2 separate regions of the Zea mays genome follow, and region 1 is linked to region 2. A link is a contact called in public Hi-C data. All regions are on one chromosome and are shown on one strand. Each heading gives the region's core, a stretch centred on a gene start, on an enhancer-like site or on the middle of the called end of the contact. The rest is flanking DNA. Distances are from core to core; before and after follow the strand shown.

Region 1 (4,782 bases), core at 995-3,494, 300 kb after region 2:
CTGTGACAAACATATGCTGGTGTGAATCAGATCTTTTACCGCGATGCAAGTCTTCAACTAGAATGAAAGCTTCATAGCTGCAAACGTATCCAGTATATTACATTGTAACAACTATTCTCTACAAAATTCAGGCCATAAACAATACGCCAGCACTTTCAACATATTTTTCGTGAATAAATTTAAATAGATATATAGCAGACATCATCAAAATTCAGATCGTGAGTAGGGATGGGAGTTTTGCATTCCTAGGACATTGGATCAACCCAATACTCGATTGAACAAATCCAAATATCAAAGGAAGGGATGCGGGATAGAAGTTAGCTAGCTAAGTAGCTAACTGGCCCACAACTATATGGTGTCAGAGCTTACATCCCTAATCACGAGGTTAACAAACCAAATTTTGAGTGCACGACAGCATGTCCTGTTACTTTTATAATCACCAATCACACACCAAAACAACTGACTGTTAACGTTATTCTAATTCGTAGATGGAATGCTTGCAAAGTTGTACTCCCTCTATCCACAAAAGGATGCAGCTAATGGGACAAAAGGATGCAACTGTGGGATTTGTGCAAGTCAAACTAGTTTGACCAAGTTTATAGTGAATAATATTAACATTTATGTCCCTAACTAGATTTACTACGAAAATATATCTCATAATTAATTTTATGGACAGGCTTGGTGCAGCGGTGAGAGTTGTCTCACTAGAGTCATCAGGTCACGGGCTCAAAGCTCTTCGTATTTGTAGGGAAAGACTTGCCTCGGTTTATCCCTTTCCCACACACCACTCATGTGGGAGCCTCCGGCACTGGGTCTGCCATTCTACTTATCTTACCATAAAGGTTAATACTTCTTGGTATAATTATGGTCCAACTTCAAACTGTTTGGCTCCTCGAAAAGTGAAAATTGCACCCTTTTGTGGATGGATGGAGTAATAGAGATCAAAGTTTTCAAGTGATCATGTCTCATACAACCTTGTTGACGATCCTAGCACAAAATACAATACAGTTTCTATTTACAAAATAAGAATTTAGCATCAAATACAAGAAACACACATATCTAACCAGCATTTTATTTCATTTCTCTTAGCCTTGTCCAGTGAACGGTATGGAAAGTAGCATACAGTGCATATTATGATACATATGGGCTACTATAAAGTAGTTGAGGCAATTAACATGGGTTACTCAACTGCAAATGCCTAAGAAAACATGTTTGGGCTCTTGCTCACTGCACACAGTGAGGCTTATTAATAAAATCATACATGAGTACACAAGTAGGAAACACCGCATACATACGCTGAATGTTTTGCTTGACACGTTCACGTCTTGCCTCCAGCTCAGCCAATTCCTGGAAGGTACTATGATATATCAGCATCAGATGCAATGACTATGTTGCTCTCCTTGTAAAGTTTGGATTGACAATACAATAAAAGGGAAGACCTAGAAAAACTTTGAATGACAATGTGTTGTTTCACATTCTTGCTCTTACCTCTGGTGTTGGAGCTTTCTTCCTTTGGCCATTCAGCCAGCAAATCCACTCGACTACAAGCACGACATGACTATGAGATGTTGTATATGCAATCAACAAATCCAAGTACATAATAATCTAAAATCAAGGCCACAATCCATACATGCCTGCAAACACGGTGCCGTAGCAGTTACATTAGGATTCTTCACTTCTTCAGTCACATCACAACATCCTCATCGGGAAAATGAGCAGGAAGGGAGGAAGGTAACCTGGAACGGTGGTCGAGTCCTGGTCTGCGCCCTTGAACTCCACCCAGCGCCTCTCCTTCACTGTTCCCTTGTTCCGCAATCAAGAACAGCATGAAGAAGAAGAAAAAGCAACCGCATCGAGATTTGCTTAGCCGGCATTCACGTGCCTTCCTCCTTGCCAGAGGAGACCGGGAGCGGGGAAACTAGAGGCAAGCTCGTGCAAGTAGGGGTAACAGGGGGTAGGATGAGCGGGGTGGACGGGGACACGTACTTGTGCCGTCGACCTCCTCAACGCGGGTGAAGTAGCGGTTGCCGGCCTTGTCGACGCCCACCTGCGTCCGCGATTGGAACATGCCGAGCAGCCGCGACAGCAGCCGCTTCGACATCGCAGCTTCCGGATCTTCCCCGCTCCTGCCTCGCTAGAAATGGTCGCCCTGTCCCCTATCTGTCGCCTGCGCCTCGCCGGAACCGGTCGCCACTTCCGTCTCCGTAGCCGTCGGCCTGCCGCCAGCGAATCAGTATGGGTGTCTGGTCCACAGACGGCGCACAACGCCATAGCTCAACTGGTTATTAGGTTGGGCCATGTTTGGGCCGTTTCCAGGGTAGGACTTGCAGCCCAATAGTCATTGCAGGACGGGAGAGCTGGGAAGTGGTCAGACGATGGCGCGAAGCTCCGTATCGCGTAGGCTATGCGCAATTGCGTCGTTCTTCATCTCCTATCCGTCCTAATTTACAATTTGTTTGAATTTCTCTATCAAATTTAATTAGCTTATCTTATTCAATTTTTTGCGAAAAATGAAAAGTAAAGTTACATTTAAAATATATTATATACTAAATGATATCACAGTAAAAAATAATAATAATAACAGATTTGTTTGAATACTAGTCAAATTTGAATTAAAAAATCAAATGAATTATAAATTGGAACGGAGAAGTTTTTGTATGTTTAGGGCTACTTTGAGAACCTCAAATCCCTTTTGGGATTAGAGGGTATTGAGGTGGAAATGAACTAATTTTCTCTTCAATCCCCTTCAGTCCTGAAGAGGATTTGAGTTTTCAAACTAGCCTTTAGAGAGTCTATTGGAGGATTTTTTTTATCTAAATCTCTATTCTGATGGAATGTAAAGACTCACGAATTTATTTGAAAAAAACATTACAGATCACTGTAAAAAAAGGTCATGGCTACATTAGACCGTCTCCAACAATTCATCCATTTTTTCATTGTTTTGCATTGCATACTACACATTTTGCAGAGTGGGGTTTAAATATAAGGCTATGAATGTGTAAGATGCTGGAGATAGTTTTTACGTAGCAATGTTATAGAGCTCTATTCTAAAAAATATAGTTAGTTAGAATATAGATATATCAAGATAAATTAGTTGGTTAGAGTATGGAGATTTCTTTGGAGCTGCTCTATAACATTGCTGCGTAATGTAGCCATGACATTTTTTACAATGATATGTGCCATCTTTTTCAAATAAATTCGTGTATACAATGTGATATATAAAAAATAACGAAACACTTTTAAAACATTAGTTTTGTGCATCGTTTGTGTTATCTTTCATATCGCTTTCTGTTAGAGGGTCCTTCCTCGCCGCTCTCAGGAGGACTTAAATCCAAGTCCAAATCCAAGTCCATGTAGAGTGCATGGAAGATGAAGTCCCCACCGCCACCCGCCATCTCTACAAACTCAAAGTCATCAGAGGTGGGGAGATGACCGTATGACACGGTCGAGGCGGGAAGGTGTTGAGGCTACTGCTAGAACCACCGCAGTAGGACATCATTTCTGTGTCATATAACGTAGAGAGCTCTACGTAGGACGCGAAGAAAGCCGACAGATTGTCATACGAGGGGTTGAACCTCATATAGATCACGATCTGTCGTCTTATTTCATTAACTTTAGAAGGCGGGGCGAGCTTGTGTCCCTCATGCCGCCCGCATGGGGTGAGGCTGAGGGGCACCGAGGGCTTCCAAGATGGTGTCGGGGTCTCCGACGAAGGAGGTCGGGCAGGTGTCACTCTGACCATATTGCCTTCCTGGCTGATGACGAAACCGAGGTTTCCAATGTGAATGGCCGCTCCGGGGGTATCGTCTATGTGCGGCCGCCTGTAGGATCTAGGACACTAGCTAGAGGGGGTGAATAGACGGTTTTGACTAAAATCAACCATACTAGAGAAATTTAATCCATACAACAAGAGATATAAATTCTCTAACTAATACAAGTAAGCAACCAATAAGAAACAACATTAACAAAGCTAAAAATGAATGGCAATTCAATTGTTGGGGACTTGTTCTCAAATGCTATGAGTTAAGAACAAGACAACATAAATGTTAATGGTTAAAGGCCTTCGTCCTACAAAGCATTATCTCTCTCAGGATATAATGATCTTCAGACGAAGGTCATGAATGACATACCTTCATCATTTCAATATGTAATGGAAAGCAAAAGCATGAATTACGTATAAAGAATACGAACAATTATCTTAAATCGTTAGATTATTTGTACCATGAATAAACATTAACAATATCGAATTACATTTGTACCTTCGGCTTGATAGAAGGTAAAGATCCAAGTGCGACGTGCAAGTGAATACAAGTCAGCGTGAACAGTACGATGTTACTGTTCATCTACTTATAGGCACAGGTCACAGCCTGTGTAAAATTACATTCATACCCTTGACGTTTATTATTGACTAAGGGTAATCTATCGAGGACTAGATAGCCTTTTCCTCTTTAGGTCGGTTTCATTTTCCATCGCTAAGCCGAAGCTTCTCCATCCGTAGCTTCGGAACTAGTTCATCCTTCTCCCAGATCGTGCCTTTCATATCGTGTGCACCTTCATCTCAAGGCCCAAGGTTCTTGTGACAGTATATTATACATCGAAAACATGTTAGTCGTGTTTTTGAGGACCTTCGGAAGATGAAGGCCTCCAACAGTAGCCCCTCACAGTATTAATTTGTTTTTGTAACAATAAATTCAGACTGCGATGTGAACGAAGGCCTTAAGTCGAAGGTCCGAAAAAACATCTTCCCTTCGCTAGAATAGCGATAGTCAATGACAAATGGGG
Region 2 (4,614 bases), core at 514-3,013:
GCATCGAGAGAGATGGGTATGAGACCCGAATAAAGTTGCCATGGTGGAAACCCAGTCTATGTGATCGGAGATCCCGTGAATTAGGTCCTGGGAAGAACAAGCCATTGGTGAACTGAGGAGAGTAACCTTTGACCCTCTCTAAGTAAAGATGCAATACTCTCAAATGCTGTAAGGCAGGTTGGCTTTGTGCCTTAATGTGTTCTGTTGGCTTGTATTAGCGAAGATGTTGTCCTGCAGAACATTCTTGAAAGAACACACCTATATGAGTTAGACTGTCTAACGTCGCAGTCTATGAGATCTGGGTGATCTCTAGTAAACTCATGAAGAGACCTTGGAGTACGACGTATATGCTCCACCCGAGAAGGGGACTACTGGTAGCCAAGTACTAGTCATGACTTCAAGTGAAACCCATTCACGCAAAACTTGCAATTCAAGGCATAGTCCATTGTCCAAGTTGTGGGTTGGTGTAACTTGGAGTTCTAGGCGGAAGTTCAACTTAACAGTCTCTGCTGAAAAACTAGTATATTAAACAGTAGTGAACAGTGGCGAAAACTGCAGATGGGCATTTGAGATCTGGTGGGGGATTGTTAGGATTTATGGGCTTGGCCCAATTAAGTTATTCAAATAAATCCCAGGAAAATCTCAAAAGCCCATATAAGTGGATGGCAAAGGGATAGGTGGAACCAATAGCACCATATTGCTAGCTCTTGTGGAGTAGAGCTAGCTTAAATATGGAAGCCACACTCACTCACCAAGTCATGGATGAGAGGAGAGAGTGTGGAGAGCCACACGCGCGCGCGCGCTCGCTCGCCTCGCCTCGCCTCGCCTGGCCAGGCCGGGCCGGGGCGGGCCGGGGCGAAGGGCGCGGGCGCACGACATGCGCGTGAATGGTCCGCCGAAATCCGGCCCCTCGCCTTGCGGGGGCGCGGCTACCTTTTGCCGTTTGATTTTTTGGTTTCTTGGCTGTTACGCTTATCCTAACCGATCGCTACAAAATCTCAACTGATTGCGAGATTTTCGTGGGTGGATAAGCACTGGGGTCGCGGACTCGGCCCTATAAAAGGAGCCCGGCAGCCAGCCTCCAAATCATCCCAGATCCCAGTTCGCTTTCGCCTCTCTTCATAGCTGAGCCGCCTTTTAGTTCCCTTCGTCCCGACCGCAGAGGTGCATCTGCGATCAGGAGAGCAGGTCTCCGGAACCCTTCGTCTTCTAGATCCTGCACCGGGAGAGGGCGAATAAGGTTTTTGGGAAGCGTCTTCACGCGACTGCTCGTGATCTGCTGACCTCGTCAACCCATCTGATCCTGGCGCGCGCCAACAATCAGTAAGTCTAATCAGTACGCATCATCTGATTTGGCTTTTATTTCAGTTCTTCTGATTTGGTCATGATTTATATTCGGAATTTAATTTGGAATTTGTCTAATTATTCAACAATTACTATACTGTTTCATAGCATCGATTGAGCTGTACCCATGCAGCTCAATTGGTTCTAGAAAAAAGAAATCTAGGCAAAACAAGCTACAGAAATGTCCTAAAAGGAGATACATACGCAAGCAGCCTATTATATTCCGAGCCGAACAAATGTCAAAAAGGACGGAATTTTTGAAACGCCGGCGGACGGGGTGGACGCGGCAACGAAGACGAAGCAGGGAGAGCACAGCCACAGGAAGCTAGAACGGGAAGCAACGCACAGCCGCACAGGACACGTGCGGGTGGGCCCGAGCGCCAGGTACGGCCACGTCGGCAGTGGCCCACGCTCCCCTTGACCCGGCTGGACGACGGTGAGCGGCAGGGCCGCAGGGGCGCCGGGCCTGGGTTCCCTCTCGCCCCAACCAACGCGTAGAAAATAAAATAAAATAAAAACAATTGGAGCAGGAAACTGTTGACAAGCAGCAAGGCTACGTACTCTAGGATTATCTGTTCCAGTTTGTAGCTATTCTGTGGTGTCTTTTCCTTTGGTCTTCCTTAATCATTGGCACATAAAATATAAATGTTCAGCCCCAGTTTGAACGATTACTACTGAAATGTTGGAAGCAGAGCATACCGAACTGTCATCGATCTTGTCCACTTGTGCAAGCCAGAAAAGACACTACTGCTACTGCTACCTTGCCCTGTGGCGGTCCAGCCCTGATCCAGGGTCCTGCGAGAATATCAAGACAGTGACAGCAATTCAAGCAGGTTCTAATAGCCTGAATATCGGTCATCACTCACATGCCACAGCAGTACAGCACCTCAAATTATTCCCTTAAGAACAGTTCTTCTTTAATATATATACATATCCTTGCCTAGATCAAGGGCTCTTGTTCATCATGTTGACCGCCCGAAATCGCAGCGCGCGCGCGCGCTCTCTCTCTCTCTGACCAGCTCTATCACACACTTACGTTCGTCGACCAAAACAAAAGGGGGCCCCCGGTTGTGTCATGCTTGGACCCTCTCATTTTCTTGGCACCGATTTGTCTGGGGGTGCAGACGCCGATAGTTGAGTGAAGCTGAATACCTGTGCATTGACTAAACCTCCCCTCCTCTGAAAGTTACTGGTTTTTTTGTTGTGCGTCAAGTTTCTGAATCTCTCGTGGCAAGAACCGATCTGACGGCTCAAGCGGTCGGATCATGCATGGAATGGACGAAGAAGTGTGCCCCCCCCCCCCCCCTTTTCCCTTGATGAACCATGCGTGGCTCTCATGCACATCATCAAAACCAGCGAGCGATGGTTTGAGAGTGAGAAGCCTGGCTACGAACCACTGCTGATATTAGGGATGAAAACGGTCGGAAACGGTCGGTAAACACTAAAACCATTACTGTTTTCATATTTTTTATCGGAAACAAAATCGAAAACGGTAACTCCAGAAACGGAAATGATATCGGTATTTCGGAAACATCGGAAACGAAAAGTACGGTGCGGAAAATACACCGATAACAGTCGAAATCTAAAATACGATCGGTAAACATATCAAACTTCACAGTAAAACAAAATTGACAAAAGATCACAAATACCACAAGTTCACAATTCATGATATAACAAGTTCATAAGGATCACAAATTTATAATATAAAAAGTTTACAAAGATCATAAGTTCACAATATAACAAGTTCACAGTATAACAAGTTCATAAAGATCACAAGTTCACAGACTCAAATTTTACAATATCCACTCGATTTAGTTGACATGACATGCTTACTCATGAAACATTTTTTCCTCACATAAAGGGTTTTTTCACAGCCTCACAGGAAAACCCTAAAATCTAGTGTGTGGAAAAGACAGACTGTCGGCTCTCTATCATTATATATTACTAATACATAACATGTGCATAGAAAATGGTGGATTCGTTCGAGAGACCAAATCGTTAATCTCAACTGCCTTCCAATACCATCTAACCCCAAAAAAATCTTAAAGCGTCCAAAAAATACAAAAATAAGTAATCCTTATCCAGAGATGTACAGGCGATGCGAAAAAATCACATGCTGGAAAATTCCGAAAAAAATTCCGAAAAAATTCCGAGACACAATTCCGGAAATTTTCGAGACACAAATCCGGTAATTTCCGACAAAAACCGGTAACCGATGGAAACGGTCGGTAAAACATCACGCCGATTCCGATAGAAAATTCCGAAAACCGATTCCGTTTTCGAATAAAATCCGTTACCAGTGAATCCGATCGAAAAATTTCGAAATCGGTTTCCAGAATTCCGAAAAATTCCGAAACCGTTTTCATCCCTAGCTGATATACACTACTGTTCGCTGCGTAGCATCTGGAAGTGGCCACATGAAAAGGAAAGTTCAGGAATCGATAGTTCGAAAGCAGGCATTGTGTCTGCTGATGTTGTTGCAGTGAGAGTGAAGTGTGATTGACAATAATAGGTACAAAATACAATGCAAGTTTTCTTGCGGGCAAAAGTCCCTCTTGGTTTTCTTTCCGGGTTTGATCATTCCCATAAGTTTAGGGTTGGTTTCTTGTGGGTTCAGTTTCCTCGCCCTCTCTTTTGGCATCTCCTGGCTTGCGGCTTCACTGTCATTCAAGATAAGATATCACAACATGGTCTAGTTTGTGTGCGCTCCCGGGACTACGCTGCTGGCTGCTATGAACCATGAGAATGTACTTGACTCTTGGGGGGAAAAAACTACAAAAGCCATTTTTTATATGGACGGATTCTTTTTTTTCACCATTTGAGCTGCATAACATTAGCCGTGTTTGTTTCGGGTTTTTTTTTTCTAGATTCTAGCCACCAGAAACTACTATGGACTATCAAACGTTTAACTTTTTAGCGTGTTTCTATGAAAATTGTTTTGGTAAAAACATTTTAAAATCAACGCAAACACATAATCTGACATGTACGAATCGAGGTTGCGAATTCCTCCAGCATTGCATCCTCCGTGATGTCACGACCCATGATTGTGGTAGTCCAGTGTTAAGGGGTCGAGCTTAGGTCGGCCAACTTGCCACAATCAGCCCAAACTGGTGCAACATCGTTTTGGAGGAACTGATCGACCTTATTATCACCCGAAAAAGTCTTTTTGTCCCGTTAGTCCAAAATGGATTTTGGCGCACAACATTGTCAAACTCAGAATAACGCTAGATTTTTTTTTCTGCCTCAGCTATTCTAATCTTTACCTTTTGT

What was found. Hi-C and Micro-C count contacts between places; a contact is called where the count stands out from the background.
Region 1: a contact with region 2 is called in a Hi-C map of leaf, with 4 times the contacts expected there. The contact joins the promoter of LOC100283396 here to the enhancer-like site in region 2. A contact is called at or near these places in 3 of 25 Hi-C or Micro-C datasets (bundle sheath, ear and leaf).

Annotation. Positions count from the first base shown.
Region 1 is chr2:197,101,463-197,106,244 of Zm-B73-REFERENCE-NAM-5.0, forward strand. LOC100283396 (oxidoreductase) reads right to left here and starts at 2,245. Exons shown (of 8, transcript NM_001156297.1): 1 at 1,987-2,245; 2 at 1,737-1,796; 3 at 1,489-1,541; 4 at 1,296-1,347. The coding sequence starts at 2,101.
Region 2 is chr2:196,802,623-196,807,236 of Zm-B73-REFERENCE-NAM-5.0, forward strand. No RefSeq gene overlaps it. Among protein-coding and RNA genes, the nearest start is that of LOC103647556, 3.0 kb to the right of the region's middle. Within about 2 kb of position 1,764, at least 17 of the 20 cell types and tissues checked have an H3K27ac peak or open chromatin away from gene starts, as enhancers often do. A contact at or near this core is called in bundle sheath, ear and leaf, where this site is marked.